Linked DNA regions of Mus musculus: region 1 is linked to region 2. The links are chromatin contacts, called in public HiChIP or PLAC-seq maps. All regions are on one chromosome and are shown on one strand. Each heading gives the region's core, a stretch centred on a gene start, on an enhancer-like site or on the middle of the called end of the contact. The rest is flanking DNA. Distances are from core to core; before and after follow the strand shown.

Region 1 (5,878 bases), core at 2,656-5,155, 1.2 Mb after region 2:
AACATAGGCCTCCAAGAAAGCAATCACATCAGGCAAGTAAAAAAGATATAAGAAAAATTTTGACTTTGAGTTACACAAGTATTTCTCAGGATACAAAACAAACAAACAAACAGGCCATAGAAGAAAAAGACTGATAAAAATCAATTAACATTGAAGCTAAAAGCATCTTCTCTTCAGAAAAACACCAAGAAAAATACAAACCACAGGGAGAGGACATTCCGAATGCATGCCCAAAGTTCACAAGGATGTCTTTAAACTCAGCAACACCAACAACCCAAGAGCAAGTAGCAGATCTGAAGTCTCATAAGACAGACCAGAAATCACCTGACAGCGGCAGAGGCACATGTAAATAAAAGACAGCAGAACCCACTACTGCCCACCTCTGTCAGGCTACAAGAGCAGCCAGCACTGTGTCAAAAGTAATGGAGTTTGTCAAACAAATCAAACAATGTTGGTGGTACTTAAATTGAATTTCTAGATTCAAATGGAGAAAAGGGACATTCCTATAATAATTTGATTCAAGAACATGGAAACAAGCCATTTAGCGAATTCTTCCTCAGTTACTTATTAAAATTACACTGTCCTTAAGTCTTGTGTATTATGAGGTTATTTCAGTTATAGACACTATAATTTGTTAAACTATTATACAGATATCTATTTTTGGTACCATTGCTACTAGTATACATTTTATCTTTTCTAGGCTGGTCTTCAACCTAACAATCCATCTACATTGTGTTTTTCTTTTGGTTTCAGTGGTTCTTGATAAATGAAATTATTACCAAATTCTAAAGGGTTTGTTTCAGGGGTCTTGTTTGTTTGTTTTCTTGAGACAGAGTCTACCTTGGCTGACCTGGAACTCAAAAGATCGTGGTGTGTGTGTGTGTGTGTGTGTATTTGGGGGGGTGGAATTAAAAATGTGAACCACCATGCAAGCAACAAGGACTTTTCTTATTATGTTAAGGAACACCCATGGGTAGTTACCATCTTATAGTGACTATACTGAAAATGTCTCCATTATTATTCCTATTAGCTACAGGTATTGACTTTTAAATAGTTATCCTGCACTCTCTGAATTACTAAGTTATCCTTGTATCAAGTACCACAATATCAACTAGGTACTGGATATTGGCATTTAAAAAAGTTATCAAGTCGTGACTTTTTTCCAACCTACTGAGATAAATCACAGCAATATATCGAAAAAAAACTTGGACAAACCGTGAATCACAATTCTTTTGACATAGTTAGATCTGATGAGCTAATAGTATACAGGATTTTCATTTCTATGCTAACAGGTGTTAACACAACTATAATCTTACCTAGTTTTAAATCAATATTTCACTAAACCTATAAAATGGACTTGGGGTTTTAGTTTTGTCTTGCTTCTGTGCCCTACATTCCAGAATTTATAAAAAGAAAAGGTTATGGAAATGAAATGGAGCTTGTATACAAGAATATCTGGACCAAGAGATTTGAAAGGGAAAGTCTTCATCACTACTAGCACTACTACTAGTCTCAGCTTAGTCCATCCATGCTTAGATAACTTAGATAACTTCTGAGTTAATAGTTCCCTAACTATCATATATTTCATTTACCTTTTCAAATTTATTACCATATAATAAAATCTAATATTCTATTTTTATTTTTCATTTATTTGCAACTTTTCCCCTTGACCAATCTTTAACAGGTCTTAGCTTCCTAGCCTTTTTGTTTTGTTTTGTGACAGGGTCTCACATATCACAGGCTGGCCTTTAACAGGATATGCAGCTAAGGAAGATGAAATTCTTGATCATCCTGCCTCTACCTCCAGAGTGCTGGGATTGCAGCTGTGAGCCACCAGGTCAGGTTTTATAAGTTGCTGGGATCAAATCTGGGGCTTCCTGACTGCTAGACAAGCACTCTTTCAACCTGGCTGCATTCCTAACTCCCTTTATTAATCTTTTCAAGAAATAACCTTTAAGTGTGGCAAATTCTTTTGCTCTGAGCTTAGCTGATGACGACTTCTGCTCTTAATGTTCATTTCTTAACTCATCAAAGAAAGTCTACTTAAGCATTAATCCAAACTGTCTTCAGCATTTAAGGTAAATCACACTGCAACTATAAAGTCTAGTTTCACAACTTAATCAACATACAAACTGCATTGTGTAAATGACTGTCATGTGTATGTCTAACAGGGAATAATCATAAACAAAAGTTCCTTTCTACACCCACACCAAAGTGTCTGCCTAAAGCAGTATCTTGAAGGCAAATAAGTAATGTGTGCTAGTCCCATAAATACTTTTTTCTAAGGTTGTGACTATCTGCATCAGGACAAAAAAAAATTTCAACAGCTAGGTGGGCAATTACTGTTATAGCTTAATAAAACTTAACTAGAAATAAAATCTCCAGTTACATTAGGAGATGCCATTCTAAATTTGCAGCTAACAAGGACCTGGCCACCACGTTCCTTTTACACTGTCACCACCACTCTGAACTAAAAAGCACTACTACCTTATTCTTTACCTAGCTATGGAAGCACACTGCCTGATTGTGAACATTTTGGGGTCAGTTTTTATCTTCTATCTGCAAGTGAATTTCAAGGCAGACCGCTAAAAAGTTCAACCTGCGGTAGGATCCTGGTTACAGTCACTTGCTGAACCGCTTCTCTGGAACGTGATTTTACACATCAACTTCAAAGACTTGTAGCAGTTCCCACTACATAGTAGAAGTAACTAAGAATTCCCTGACAGGATGCAAAAACTCACAGAGAACAAAGAGTTGCTAGAGACCAACGTTCAGAAGCCCGATTTGCTAAAAGTACAGCGGCAAAGAATACAAGAACACATTTCTTTGCTCTCTGGTTGAAAAAAAAAGACGAAAGGCCTCTAACGAAATTCAAGACCGCCTTACTTTTCCCTCTCGCTCTGTAAGGTGAAACTTTGAAGGGGACACCCTAGAGAAGAGCTTACTAATGTTGAGAGATGATCAGGAGTATTAAAGATCTTTTCTAAAGCATAAGCTGAGGCTGCGCAGGTGTAACAGGCAACACTGGCTGGCTGGCCGGATACTGGCCGCAGACACCGAATCAGGGTGGGAGGGTTAAGAGAAGGAAAGAGAACTAAGCCTGGAACAAAGGAAGTGGAGTTACTCTCAGGGCGGGGGGATTCCACGAGCTGGTGTGGAGAAGCCTGGCTGGGGGGTGGGGGTGGGGTCGTGGAGGAGGGACAGACTCACGGAACTTGGAGGTGGAGGTGTTGATGTTGATAGTGGAGCTGGAGGTGGGGGCAGGGGCCGTCTTGGCCACCGCGGCGGCTGCGTCGCAGCTCTTCAACATCATGATCACCCCGTTTGGTTCCGGCAAGGGCGGAGGCCCCATCGGGAGCCCTTCCTTAGGACCCTTCCTCTCCATGGAGCCCGCGTGCACAGCCAGCAGCTGTCCCCCCGGGAGTTCTCGGCCTGGATCCGGGATGGACGACGAGGGCCGCGGCGGCGGCGGCGGGGGCAGCGGCGGGGCCGGCGGAGGCTGGCGGAAACTGTCCGCGGCGGCCTCCCAGTTGTTGTGATTCTGGTCGTCCATCATTGCCTCGTAGGTGAGCATTTCCTCCTCCTCCATGCTCTCCTCCATCCCGCCGGGCCGCGGCTTCCCAGGCACCTGCCCGCCCACCTCAGCCCCCGGGCCTGGGAGCGCAGAAGCCGCCTCGAGTTCACATCGCCCGGAGCCCTCGCGGGTGCGGCGGAAAATCCAGTGGCGCACCGAGCGCTTTCGCCCTCCGTCAAGACGACTCCGCCGGAGGAACCGCTGACTGAGGTGGGCACTCCCGGGGTCTGGTTCTGAGAGGCAGCCGCAAAGGGCTGACGTCCCTCACGACATTTTACAGCAGTTTCTTCTGGCCTTTGGAAAGGGCTCTGGGGGAGCGGCCAGGAAGGCACGTGATGCGAGGGACGGCCTGGAGAAAGCTGGGCGAAAAGGGGGCGGGAGCTATGAGTCACCTCAAGGCGAATGCACCCAGCGGCGCGATTCCCTCTCCCTCCCCTCCCCACTCCCCCCTCCCCATCAGTTTAGACCAGGTGTCCAGACCCGGATTCGCTGGCCCCGCCCCCGGCCGACATTACGTGATAAAGGACTTTGGTCTGCGCACGCGCATTCTCTAACTTGTTGCCACAACTAGTCTGGGTGTGCCCGAGAGTGGACCCAAAAACGGCGCACCAACGCTCTTATGTTTAACAGCCCCCTTCCCTTTTCTTTTTTAGTCTTTTCGTCTTTTCTTTTTTCTTTTTGTACTCCAAACTGGGCTCCAACTAACTCCAAGCAGTCCTCTTTCCTCAGCCTTCTGAGTGTCCCTTCATACCCCATGCTGGCTAACCTTTCCATAGTGAGGGTCCCCCACCGACACAGGCTTTTTGCCACCCAGACCTTGACCTCGCAGCCTGAGCCTTTGCTTGGGGAATGAAAGGACAGTGTGGCAGTAGGCCCTGGGTACAGACTCCAAAGGGTAGACTGTTGGTGTGTGCCGTTTTTTAGCCCTAGGTATCCCAAACTAAGAAGGACAGAATATTGATTCAGAAATTGCACAATATACATTCCTTCCCAGAGTATGTGAAACATTTACAAAAGATAAACATACTGTGTCTCTAAGCAAGTGTCTCTGCATGTCTGAGGACTGACATAACCACATTCTCTGACCACTGTGCAGTTAGAAACTATTAGGGTTCTCTAGAGTCACAGAACTTATGGAATGTCTCTATGTATTAAGAGAAATTATTGGGATGAATGACAGTCTGCAGTCCAGCTAACTTAGCAATGGCCAGCTGTGATGGGGAGCTCTAAGAATCTAAGTAGTTGCTCAATCCCACCAGGCTAAGTCAGCTGGTCTTCTGTATAAACTAGAATCCTGAAGAAATAGGTTCCAACAGATGTGTTGGCAAGTGCAAGCAGGCAAAGAATGAATGCTTTTTCCATTGTCCTTATGTAGACCTCCAGCAGAAGGTGCGGCCCAGATTAAAGATGTGTACCACCATGCCTGGACCTAAGCTTTTGTTTAATGGAACTTGCTCTGTCTCAGGCTGGGCTTGAACTCAGAGATATGCTTGCCTCTGTCTCCTGGGATTAAATGTGTATACCATCTTGTCTGGGCCTAAGCTTTTCCTGGGCACTGTGCCTCAAGTTCTAGATCAAAAGTGTGTGTCATCCCATGTCAAGACCTGGGTGTCTTCCAGCTTCAAGATCGGGATTGCAGGTGTTCCCTCCATTTCTGGATTGTAGTTCATTCCAGGTGTAGTCAAATTGACAAACCAGAAATAGCCATCACAGAAACCATTAACTGAAGGATAACTGGTAAGTCCCCACTGTGTTAATCTTTTATCAACTCATCAATCTGAAAGTGACTATGAAAACTTTTAGAACTGATGAGATTGGTACAATTATAGTAAACTTTCCTAGAAGGCCCTACTCTAAGGAGTTTTTCCCAGCACACTGTTAAATACTGAACTGTTCATGTGTATTTTGTTAAGATACTCCATATATAACAAGCTTTCATTAACGTGGAAAAGCATAACAGGCTGAGCCAGAGAAATCTTTGATAGAGTCTATTTAGGTGGCCATGGGTAAGAAACAGAAGGGAAGGTGAATGGGCATTCGATACGTGGTTGATTTTTATTTAGAACTTTGTGAGCAATTATTAAATTAGACCTCAAGGAGTTCTGGTAGCTATTCTTGGTGGTCAACTTGACTATATTTGGAATGAACTACAATCCAGGTTTCAAGGACACACATGGGATCCAGATCTTTAGGTGGGAAGACAAACATTTAGTCTGAACCACACCTTCTGCTAGAAGCCTATATATGGACATGGAAGAAGAAAGCTTTTACTCTTTGCCTGCTTGTCCTCACTTTTCTAGATCA
Region 2 (6,395 bases), core at 3,100-5,599:
TTCTTTTTCCTTCCTCTGTTTCAGAGTCTGAGTATGATGGTGTGTGTTTGTAACCCAGGCCCTTAGGGGTAGGAGGAGTCAAATTCAAGGTCATCCTCTACAAAAGAAACCAAAGCTTCATTCCTAGTCTGTACCTGGGAGAACTCATCCCTGCACCCTGTCACAAAGGCAACCATTTGCAGGTTTTTTGCTTGTTTGTTTTGATTTGTAGACTGCCCTCTGTGGGCCCCAGGACTCTCACCTTCCTCCGCTGTTAGCCAGTGTCTGTGCTCAGACAACACTATTCACATAAAGATGCCGCCGGGCTACAGAGCGAGGCCCTGTCTCTAGATAAATAAACGAATCGACAAGAAACTTAGAACAGGTGGTCAAAGTACTCAGTGTGGACCATTCTTGGTCTTTATCTCATGTGGCATCTTCAGACTCTCGTTCTAAGGTCTGGTGAATGGTCAAGCCACTTACGACTTTGTTTATCACACTGTCTTCAGAATCTAGTGCTGTCTGCCCTTACAGGCCACAGTTGACCTCTAGCTCAATCGTTCCATGGCCTTTTGTGGCCAGTGTCAACTCTCCAGCTGGTCAGTCTTGTTCTCACTTTTCCTTGCTCCCAGCAGGACAGCAACGACCTTCGGTAATCTTTCTGGGACGTCACGTTCTCTGTAGATATTCCCCCGTGTCTTCTGTCCTGCTGTAGGAGCAATGATTTTATTAAGCAGTGAGCTGAGAAGGGACAGTTACTGAAACCTGCTCTCCCTGAGGTGGGCTTGGTCCTAGAGGATCCCAGAGCCAGGATCCTGGCCACTGTGAGACACTAGATACTGGCTTTGCCCTTCAGCTTGGAAGCTTGCCTTAGTGTGCTCCAGAGAGCTCCAAGGCTGGAGTGGAAGTGCCCTCTGTGGCCATTGTTACCATTTGATAGTTATTAGGGAGACAGTCTGTAATTATTAATGGGCCATGTTTTGGAATCATATAGAGTCTCAAACCTGGCTTCATCTACCTGGGTGGGACAAGAGGTGGGAACTTGGGTTCTCCCGGAAGCAGCCATCCCTGGGACGCCCGGAGTGAGCCAAGGTCAAGCCCATAGAGCTGGAGCAAAATGTCATCAATAAGGAAGGGCCCATAAGTCTGGATGAGACCATATGACATATGTCTACTGTGTAGGTGGCCTGGCACAGCTTTGGGGCTTGTGAACACTGTAGTATACCTGGGGGGGCTTCAGAAACTCATCCACCATTTCTTCATCCCTAGCTTCTTGAAGGCCCTTCCTTTGTTGAGAGTTCTGCTGTCAGACTGCCTGGGTTTGTGTTCTAGCTCTGTTGTGAACCATATGGATCTGGCCAGTATCTCTCTTTGCCTCAGTATCTTCCTCTATGAATGGGAACGTGATTCCTTGGGTTTTTCTGAGCACTGGCTGAAGGGTGAGGCTCAGTATCATGCCAGGATACCCTGGTTATGTTACACTGGGTAGAACTGGTTCCCCATCATCCTGCTTGCCCAGAAAAGGGGTACTTTGTTATTTCTCTCAGTTAGCTCAGTTTATGTGTTAAAATCAGAGCCGAGCATGAATGTAGATCCGTGCTTAGGAAGAACAACCTCTGAGTGGCGTGGTTATATAAAAAGACAAGTTTGGGGTAATCTGTGACAAGCACCAACACACAGCACCCTCATTGAGAAGGTTGCAGGTAAGAGGCACCAGGAAGGAGATCCGGGGAAGAAATCTGGTTCCAGGTGCGGAGGAAAGCGATTCGGCCCCTTTATAGTCACATTTTAACCAGGAGGTATTTCTGCCTTTCCCCCTTCATTTGGAGCGCACACTACCTTTTCTATTAAAAACAAAAATAAAAACAAACAAAATTTGAATATCTAACTTTCTCCTATCCACTGATAATTTGTCATTTGGGGAAAAATTACAAATTTTGAAGGGACACCATAAAAAACATCTGGTGCTAGTTCATTGCTGGGTGGTAGAAGATCGGGGCTCCTACCTATGAAATGGATTGCTCCTTAGTTCAGTTCCCCTGTGTCAACATCTAAGCACCTTCCAGAATATACTCAAACATTGGGAAAACAAAAAAGGGGCCATGAGTTAGGTGATACAAAATATCCAATGAAGGAAATGTCACACACACACACACACACACACACACACACCCGAATAAAACAAAGGGTTTCACACTTATATATCCAATTATCAGAATACTTCAAACACACACACGAATAACCAAAGGGCAACACACACACACACACACACACACACACCCCAATAAAACAAAGGGCTTCACACTTATATATCCAATTATCAGAATACTTCAAACACACACACGAATAACCAAAGGGCAACACACACACACACACACACACACACACACACACACACACACACACACAGAGCCCAATAATGCAAAACCTTCATATATACAACCAATAGTCAGAGTCCTTCATGCCCACAGAACTAACCATTATAACACACACACACACACACACACACACACTGCCCAATAATGCAAAGCCTTCATATATACAACCAATAGTCAGAGTCCTTCATGCCCACAGAACTAACTATTATAACACACACACACACAATGTAAAGAGCTTCTTTTAGATACCCAATTATCAGGACTTCGTACCCCCATACCAACAACCACTCTTAACATCCCAACAACCGCAGCATTTCACCGATATACGATATACGTATACTTTCCCAAGCCAAATGCTTCAACAGCCCCTCAAACCATTTCACTCATGTACCCTAACCCACCGCCACAACTCTCTGTGCGACACCCCTCACCCCGTCCCCAAGCTCCTGGATTTGCTTGCTGCTGCAGCAGATACTTGAACACAGACATTAGCGGGACTTTCTTTTCAGATTAATGAGCAGAAAAAGATTGGAAGAGGGAGGGGGGCGAGAATGGTGGGAGAGAGCAATTACACCCAAATCTTTTCTCTGTCGATTAGGGATTCCTTCTCCAGCCTGCTTTGGCTCTGGCTAAATCTTTTTCTAATGAGATGTGGCTTATCCAGATCAGGGAGCTGAGAAAAAAGTTGCAATTAACTTTAAGAAGAAAAGGAGTGAGTGAGAAAGAGAACGGAGTCGGGAGTTAGGGGAGTCGGGGGCAGGGACTCGTACGGTGGGCGTGGCCTGGCATGCCCATCACAGAGCAGGCTCTTGGGCAGAAGATGGAGGAGCCCTGGCTGGCCTCACTCAGAGCCTACAATTTGCATTTTGGATTCCAGTGCTTAGAAAGGGCCCTATGACAGCCTGAATCAGGTCTCTCGGCTACTTCCAGTTCAAGTCAAATGAAAACACTCATCAAGTTCTTGGCGCTGCTGTCAACTAGTCGGCAGAAGCCACCATAAAAATGTGGGCCTCAGACCTCAGACATAAGAACTGAACTTCAGGGTCTCCCTGAGTTGCTTCACTCTACCTACATGAGAATGGGGTCCAGGGCCACTTAGAAGGTCAGAGAAGGGGAGCTGGAGAGACAGTTCTGTTTTGAGATCACATACTGCTCTTGCAGAAGACCTAATTTCTGTTCCCAGCACCCATGTTAGGAGACTCACAACCACCTGTAATCCCAGCTCCAGGGAAGGCACAGTCCTTGGTCCTTATCACGCACCTGGTCTCATATGGACAGCCCTCCCCCTCCAACACACATACATAATTTAAAAGATAAAACTTAAAAAGGGAGCAGAGAAGAGCTAAGGTGTAGAGAGGTTCCACACTGAGGTGGAGAGAGGCATGCTGGGTGGATGCCCTCTACATGGCACTATGCTGTAGGTTAAGCATGGCCAAGCTAGCTGCATGTGAGAGGCAACCCCTGAACTTATTCCTTGAAGGAATGGTTGGGTGAGTCCCTCATCAAAAGAAGCCAAGGAGATGATGAGCCTGTGGTAGAGGACAGACTGACTAAGAGCATCTTTCCTGTACCTAACTTTCAGGGCTTAGGAATCTTTTCAGGGTAACTACTATGGTCCAAGCCAATTCTTCATTCTACCCCCATCCCTCTACCTTCTTAGCTGCTGGGGACAGTCTGGGTCTTCTCAGCTGTCTCTCCTCTCTCTCTCTCTCTCTCTCTCTCTCTCTCTCTCTCTCTCTCTCTCTCTCTCTCTCTGCTGCTAACAGAATACGCATATGTGCTAGAAATCCTAGCTACAGTGCTAAGCTAGAAATTCTTCTTAAACATATAGTAAGGTCAGATGAAGGGAAAAAAAATAGAAAACAAAACACAAAACCCCCGAAACCGAAATTGGACACAGAAGGGCAGATGTAGACCTGAACAGGAAGTGCTGGCCCTAGGCTAAATGAAACAGCTGTCACTATTGTTCTGGGCTCAGAACTGCCTTTGCAAACTCCATGCGAGCTGGGCTCAGAAAGCAGATGTTAATAATTACAGCACATGAAACCAAGGGCACAGGATTAGGAAAGTGACGAAAAAGAAATGGTACCAGTAGATTTATAGCTGGCGCAGGCAGATCTGCTCAGGTCAGTAGGGAGGGGGTGGGCAAATCAGCCTGCATACAGTGCCCCACCCCACCCCTTTTCCTATCTGATATCGCCTCTTGGCCTCTCTGATCATCCTAGAATTGAGAATTTGTTAGAATATTTAATGGTGGTAGGTTAAGGAGGTTGCCTTTCCAGGAATCCCATACTTACAGGGTTGTACCCAAATGCTTCTGACTACAGGATCCTAGCTGATAAAATCCCCAGTACTGTAGATATCGTGGTAGGTAAAAGCTCTGGCTCTATAGACACAAAGATGTGAGTTCAAATCCCCAGAACTCACATAAAAAAATGAAGCATGTGTTTATAATCCTGGTGTTGGTGGGTGAAGAGACAGGCAGATCCTGGGGGCTCATTGGCCAGCCAGTTTAGTACAAGCAATGAATTCTAGTTTCAGTGAGAGATCCTGTCTCAAAAAAATAAGGTAGAGAGTTCTAGGGGAAGACACTTGGCATTGACCTCTGACCTGCACACAGGCCAAATACACCCACACATATGTATTCAACTCAGAAAAAAAAATCCAGGGCCAAACAAGGTCTCTGAGCAGACAAATAGCAAAAACGGTGGTTGGTCTGCAGAGACTTTTGAGGACGCAAAGCTAAGCAGCCTTCCTCAGAGCTTGTACTCTTTTGGTAAGCTCACATTTAAAAGCCAGGAGCTCCATGAAACTGAGTAGATTCCCAGTGTCAAGCTAGCCAGCTCCTTCAGGAAGGATGTAAGGACCTCTGCAGAAAGCCAGCTAGGCGACTCCCTTCGTTAATTACATACGTAGAAAGAGAGTTTCCACACATTTGTTGTATGTCCCCCGTGCTTTTTTCACATGAGCTTGAGTTGTACAACCAAACAAAACAGCTCACATCCAAAACAAAATGGTAGGTAAAAGCTCTGGCTCTATAGACACAAAGCAAACAAAACAAAACAAAAACCCCAAAATTCAAAACACCAAAACTCCCCATCCCACCACCCATCAGAGAGGACGCCTCTCAGAAGGCTTCGAAAGAAGGTAAAAAGGCATGTGTTTGCCATCTTTCCGCCTGATATGGAAACCATATGCTGAAATACACTAGCAAACACACTTAATATAACACTCTCTTTTATTAAATGTGGTTTTATAAATGCTCTCCCCAGCCAGGGCACCTTTGCCGTGCTGGAGGCTGGAACTTGGCAAAATAGTCTTCCCACTGTTACATCTATTGATACACATTTTTTTTTTTTGAAAATGAGTCTCGGACCCTCGGAAAATAGGCTGTTTCTGATTATTACTGTGAGAGGGAAGGGGCACAGGAGGGCATCTTTTTTCCTCTGATAAATTAAAAAGACTGTAACGGGTGCTTTCTGTAACCTGTAAAAGGGCAGAGCCATCTGTGACTCATTTAGCAGCTTCTTACCGAAGATTTATTTGATTAATTCGGGCAGAAGAGAGAGAATATGGATTTTCCCTTCCACGAAAGGCACAGACACCCTCACACATGCACACACGCACCCACCCATGGGCAGATATCTCAGGAATGAAAAATGACTAATCGTGTTATTGGAACTGGTGAGTGCAGAGCCTCTGTGGTAAGAGAGCAAGCCGCTGCCCTGCTGATGGGAGGGCCCGTTTCTGAACAATCCACAGGCCCAGGCTGGTGCCCCCGAGTACTCAGAGTGAAGAACGCTGGGATGCTGGGCTGTTTTGAGGAAGTAGGATCACTTAGTGCCAGGTACTCCCCAAACCCCTAGGACAGGGACATCACAGGGTCTCAAGGACCTCTCAAGCGAGAAACTAGATAAGCCTCTTAGTCACTGACAGAGGCACTATACCTGCCCAGTCTGCCTTCGCTTGAAATTCTCTTTGCTTTTCCTATTCTTCCAACCACTGTGCTACATCCCAGGTCTTTCTTGACACTTTTTT

The links. HiChIP or PLAC-seq counts read pairs in DNA pulled down with a chosen protein or histone mark.
Region 1: an H3K4me3 HiChIP or PLAC-seq map of craniofacial prominence shows a contact between it and region 2, with 8 times the contacts expected there. The contact joins the promoter of Cacul1 here to the enhancer-like site in region 2. A contact is called at or near these places in 4 of 39 promoter capture datasets (the C10 cell line, cranial neural crest, embryonic stem cells and 1 more), 8 of 115 datasets of contacts at active chromatin or transcription factors (the NIH/3T3 cell line, astrocytes, craniofacial prominence and 5 more) and 2 of 9 other capture datasets (embryonic tail and embryonic trunk).

Annotation. Positions count from the first base shown.
Region 1 is chr19:60,577,118-60,582,995 of GRCm38.p6, forward strand. It overlaps Cacul1 (CDK2 associated, cullin domain 1), which reads right to left and starts at 3,906. Exons shown (of 9, transcript NM_030197.2): 1 at 3,211-3,906. The coding sequence starts at 3,601.
Region 2 is chr19:59,419,527-59,425,921 of GRCm38.p6, forward strand. It overlaps Emx2os. Among named protein-coding and RNA genes, the nearest start is that of Gm33756, 33 kb to the left of the region's middle. RefSeq lists an enhancer at 3,688-6,044. Within about 2 kb of position 4,350, at least 16 of the 459 cell types and tissues checked have an H3K27ac peak or open chromatin away from gene starts, as enhancers often do. A contact at or near this core is called in craniofacial prominence, where this site is marked.